Linked DNA regions of Mus musculus: region 2 is linked to region 1. The links are chromatin contacts, called in public Hi-C maps. All regions are on one chromosome and are shown on one strand. Each heading gives the region's core, a stretch centred on a gene start, on an enhancer-like site or on the middle of the called end of the contact. The rest is flanking DNA. Distances are from core to core; before and after follow the strand shown. Region 1 has its middle 57 kb from the start of 1700027A15Rik. Region 2 has its middle 49 kb from the start of Pinc.

Region 1 (2,738 bases), core at 133-2,632:
AGAGTCGTAGACACAGGCTTTTGAGCCTTCCTCCACTGACAAAAGATCACAAGGCTTGCAGTGTTACAGAGTTAGAAACTAGACTTTCTAGCCAGCAAGCCCCAGAGTCCTTCCTATTCCAGTTATGGGTTCAGAGGATCCAAACTCAGATCTTCATGAATGTATGGTAAATGTCTTATTATACACACATCTCCCAGATCTTATACCTGGTTCTCACCACACACTTCAACTGGATTTGAACAGAATAGTAGATTCCTCTTTTACAGCACTATGAACCTAGGTGAGTTACTTAACTTTTTTTTAGTTTCTGAGCTAAACTTTAACTTCTCCATGCCTCAGTTTTCTTCTTTATAAAATGGGTATAACTATAATACTTTTATCACAGAATTGCTAGAATTATCTAATGAGTTGGTACATACAAAGCTTTTCAAGTAAGACCCAGTATACATGTAATGTTCTCATAGTTGCTGCTAGCTTAAACAAGATACACTTCCAGGGATGGGTCCCTTCTGGCTTGTACCTCAGTAGGATTCCATTTTTCTGCCCTGTGTCTGGGTGCCGGACAGTCTTCAGAGTCTGGAATCCTGTCTCTAGAGGTACAGATCAAGGAAGGCATATTGGCATGGGAGGCAAAGTGGCCAGAAGCCCAGGCAGGAGCCAGCACAGTGGAGGCTGGTAGTCTTGAACTCTTCACAGAGCAGGAAAGGTCTCCAGATTCACAGCATAAAGAGGCATCAACTAACACTGTGCTTCGGTGGTATAAATGTTACCCAGAATGCATAAGGCCCTGACTTCCATCCCCAGGGTACCTTAATTAATTAGTTAACTAATTAATCAACCAATCAATGCAATTTAAAAGATCCTAACAGATTTTGGAAATAAAGCTTTGGCTGGAAAGGACCTTACCGTCCACAATAGCTGATCGCAGTTGAGGGGTAGATCCAGCTCCCACTCTTTAGAATCTACGCTGACCTTAGAGACTTGGCCCAGGGAATATGGCAAAAGTAAAATCAAGGGCCTTTGGAAGTCAAGTCTTCAAAGCCTCTTTGGGGACTCTGCAATACTTTTTACATGGCAGCCCAAGGGCATAACAGAGTGCATCCAAAACCCAATAGGGGCCTAGATCCAATGTCATTATAAGAGAAAGGGGAGAGAGGTTTGATACAGAGAAGAAAAAAGAAATAAGAAAGGAAACTATGTAATGTCGAAAACAGAGGTGGGATTGCTACATGCCAGAGCTTGTTTCAGATTGTCAGAGACTCTGAGCATTTGGAAAAGGCAAGAAAGGAGTCTCCCCTTTTCTGCTTCCTTGACTTGCTCTCCTGTAAAGTCACAACTGTCTGGTCTTCCCCATCTCTGCCTTATCTACACCTTGCCATACATCCCTTATCTCTTGCCCCCAGATGTTCTACTCTGTCCATCCATTTCACATCTCATGCTCACGCATGGTCTCATGAAGGATGTGGTCTGTGTTTCCCCCTCTCCCTTCCCCATCTTCCCCGACCACCTGTTCCATCAGCACCAAATATTATTTATTACCAATCTAACCAACTTCATTTAGGGGACAAACTCCAGCCCTCACCCTCTTCCTGCCTCTTCAATCTGAGGTGGAGACATCTGGAAACAAGTTTAATAAAGTGGCTGACAGGCAGCTAGGTCCTGGAGCTTCTCAGGCAGGCCCCTGGGAGCCATTCCACAGAGGAAGCCGGAAGAAATGGGGCTAATGGACTGCTGGTCTCAAGGAGAATCCATTTGGCTGTTCCAGGATGGACAAGGGCTGCCTCCCCTCTACAACTCACAGGAGGAAGCTGCACCTGCAGAGAGGAAGGGAGAGTGAGTGGCTCCCGACCAAAGGTCCTCTACTCCCTTCCTGCTGAGCCCTCGACTCTTGAGGGAAATACTAAAACTCTCTAAGTCTCTGTCACTCAAAGATGGATTGGACCACATGGATTCGCAGACTGCTCTCTAATAGTCTAGAATCCTGGGATTGACCAAAGTCACCTGGTCAGAGACAGACAAAAAGAAAAGGCCAGCTAGCACCTGTCGAATCACCCATTGACAGGAACCCTGAGTTTTGAGTATTGTCTTGGGACATCAAGATAAATAAAGGAACTCACAGGTTAGAAGGAAAGCTATAGCATGTGTGCAAATCATTGCAAAGTCTTTCGTTGGAGCACTGAGCTATACGATTTTTTCCAGTAAAAAGCCAGTGAGTTTGTAGCCCAGCGGGACTAAGCTTCCATTTGAGGAAAAACAAGAGCTGAGCAAGGCCAGGTGCAATGATTGCCCCAAGCTCTGGGTGGTAGTCTGCCTACTCTGACTCCCACAGGAACTGAGGTACAGTCCCAACAAAGTAGGGGAAGAGTCAAAGGAAGCTTTCCTGAGGAAGAACTTGAATGGCATCCTGAATGGAAAGAAGAGGGTGTGGATTGTGTGGGCTTGATGAAAAGTAAAAACAAACAAACAAAAACCAGGACTCCTTGTTCAGATGTTTCAAGACACAGAAGATGAAACCAAACCTAAGACCCTTCCCAGCACTGCAGGGGTCCCATGCGTGAAACAACCTCACACTAGGGCACCCCTTGGGTACTTCATGGCATGAGTTCTTTGTCAGTATACTGCCTACACGGGCATCTGCCTATATAAGCTATGTGATTTATATCAGTACATTTCATGCTATCTACTGAAATGATACTTTAGCTCATGAGAAGGTTCGTACATAAAACATTAAATTAGGA
Region 2 (2,738 bases), core at 62-2,561, 380 kb before region 1:
GGGTGAGATAGGGTAGGGTAGGGTAGTGTGGGATAGGGTATGGTAGGTTTAGGTAGGCTAGGGTAGGGTAGAGTAAGACAGAATAGGATAGGATAAGACTGTCTTCCAATGGACTCATCAGAGACAGGGAAGGTCATGACAACCTCTAAACACATACAGCCTCCAGGACTCTGGGAAAGAAAAAGGAGACCTGGATTCTAAGTGTGGTGAATTCCTGTTAAACTGAACATTTTCTGGTGTTCAGAAAACAGATACAGTTTATCTCAGGTCAGGCAACTTGTTGGTAGGAATTCCTAACCGCATTCTCTCTCTCTGTCTGCCAGTGGCTATTGGGTATGCCATGTTCAGGCCCAGAGGCTGCGGTTTTTAGGCTCCTGGCAATCAGCCTACTTCTTTGCCTGACAGGCCATAACAACCTGATTCCTGCTGAGTGCACAGACTCTGCAAAGCTATACATTCCTTCCTGGCCAAGCCTTGCTTCCCTTTCCTAAGGTAGGGGACGGGGAAACTAAAGCACAGATGATAAATAGTTTCAATTTGGAACCCAGGTTAATGGTCATAGATTTTAGAGGGGACTTTATAATTATCCTATAAATACTCCCCAAACCATCTGAGATGCTTCTTCCAGGTCTGTTCTGTCAACAAGGAAATCTAGGGCATGGTGCTCGCTAGGAAGTTGGGGGGAGGTGTCTCAGGGCCAGGGAGGTAGACTCCAAGGAGATGTGTGAATCTGAGCCTTGGAGAAAACATTCAGCAAGAAGAAGCCATTGCATTGTCTGGCAAGGGAAAGATGATCTATAAATAATACTTAATTACTTCTTGATCAGCCCTGAGTTTTGTGTTTCTGTGCTTTAACTTTCTCTCATGGTTATATATTCTCCACCCAAAATGGCTTTCAGTCCATACACCTGGGACTGTGGGGTAGGTCTGTGAAGGGGAGATGGCGCCAGTGCAGTTGTTTAGGCAGGGCTGGACAAGGTCAGCTGTGATTTTTGAGAGTTCAGGTCATGGCCCTCCAACAGGCAGGGAACAGTCACATCTTCCAGGACTACCAGCCAAAGGCACGCTCTTCTGAAATTCACCAAACTGAAGATAAACACAGAGCCGGTAATAGCTTTTGCTCCTGCTCTCGTTTATTACATATTCCACACTTGAGATTCCTGTGTTCCAGTCCTGATTCTTCTGGATCTTTCAGGACAAACATTGAAGTAGTTGGTGTGTGTGTCAGGGGTTAATTACCATCTTTCATCTGCTCTTTCCATCCTTTCTGAGTGACTCACTTGCACTGCGTGGTTAATGTTAATCAGGACACTGTGACAGCAGAAGACATCTACTGCAAGGCACGATGGTGCCAAAGACTGGCAAGGCAAAGCAGTTCCTTCTTCTGGGCTGGGGGGTGGGGGTGGGGGAATTTGGTTGTTTTAAAAATAGCATTTTGAAAAAGGAGAGCTGCCCTCATTTGTGGGGTCACACAGCAGGGCAGAGGTTGTGTAACGCCTGCTCTACTCACTGAGTGTGAGCAGGCACCTTTAATAGCTTTAGCTGGAAGGCGATACAAGCCAGTAGGCTCCAAAGATCAGCCCCACCTTCTCCCAGGGACATTGAGGATAAATAGTTCCTCATGACTACACTGAGGGTTTTGTCCACAGCACTCAGAGCTTCCTCACATGCATCCTGAGCAATTACCATTCTATTCCGACAGGTGCACTTACTCATCTCTCATCCCTGGTTTTGTTTTCCTCTGTCAGGATAACACTTTCCAACAAGCCCCAGGCTACACCTGCTGCCCTATAAAAGGCTGTGCCCATTGTAGGGGTGTTCCATAAGTGTTGGGATGACTAGAAGGAACTGCCTTGTCAAGTTGTGACTTTGGTCTTATCTTTTTATTTAAAATTAATTGATCAAGTTCTCACTAACTGATGGTATAGAATTATTCTCTTGAGGCCCTAGAGTTCAAGAGATCCTGTCCACAGTACACAGTCCCACCTTCAAATTGCAAGTCTGAGAGGGAACTTAATGTCTTGCTTGCCTGACTGAGTCAGTATTGGCTCCAGGCCCTTTCATGTGTTCCCTTGTTAAAAACTGACTTTATGCAGATTGATAGATGCCCACTACTGTGGTCATGCCTTTGCTGATCTGGACATAAGCATAGGTTTCCAGGGATATATGGATACCAGGATACTAGACATAATGAATCATGATACAAGAAATAGCTGTTAGAGGTGGTAGGGGGTGATGGTTAAAGGCACTTTCTGGTCTTTCATATGAATTTCCTCCTTGCAGACTTGTTGACATCATCTGGTTCCTAAATCCTACTCTTATAACAAGGGTTCAAATCACAGCCTGGTCTTTGGTCCCATTTCTCCTCTCTACATATTACCCTTGGGGCCATCAGCTTCTTTACATCCAAGGAAGTCACTCCATTTATTTGCCTTATTATCTGCTCCCCAGTGCCCAGCTGCCATCTTCCCCAGTTCATGAAGCTGGCCTCATTTTGTTCTGTATCCTGAATCATTGTGTACAGTACTTTACACAGACAAAGAAGAAACTACCTGTGGCTGAACTGTGTCCACCAGCCCTTGAGTGGAATGTAGTCATTTTTTTTGAAGAACAGCAGTGACAACAGAGAACAAGCTCCCTCCCATTCACCTGCCCTGTGTGTTTCACTTTAGAGCCACCAAGCTCTTATTGACGCATTCTTTGTCCTCCATTCTTCCCCTGGCACTTATTAGGCACCC

The links. A called contact is a pair of places that touch in the nucleus more often than the background predicts.
Region 2: a contact with region 1 is called in a Hi-C map of the N1E-115 cell line, with 5 times the contacts expected there. The contact joins two enhancer-like sites. A contact is called at or near these places in 2 of 484 Hi-C or Micro-C datasets (the N1E-115 cell line and uterus).

What each region holds. Positions count from the first base shown.
Region 1 is chr1:73,071,410-73,074,147 of GRCm38.p6, reverse strand. No RefSeq gene overlaps it. Among named protein-coding and RNA genes, the nearest start is that of 1700027A15Rik, 57 kb to the right of the region's middle. Within about 2 kb of position 1,382, at least 7 of the 459 cell types and tissues checked have an H3K27ac peak or open chromatin away from gene starts, as enhancers often do. A contact at or near this core is called in the N1E-115 cell line, where this site is marked.
Region 2 is chr1:73,455,389-73,458,126 of GRCm38.p6, reverse strand. No RefSeq gene overlaps it. Among named protein-coding and RNA genes, the nearest start is that of Pinc, 49 kb to the right of the region's middle. Within about 2 kb of position 1,311, at least 9 of the 459 cell types and tissues checked have an H3K27ac peak or open chromatin away from gene starts, as enhancers often do. A contact at or near this core is called in the N1E-115 cell line, where this site is marked.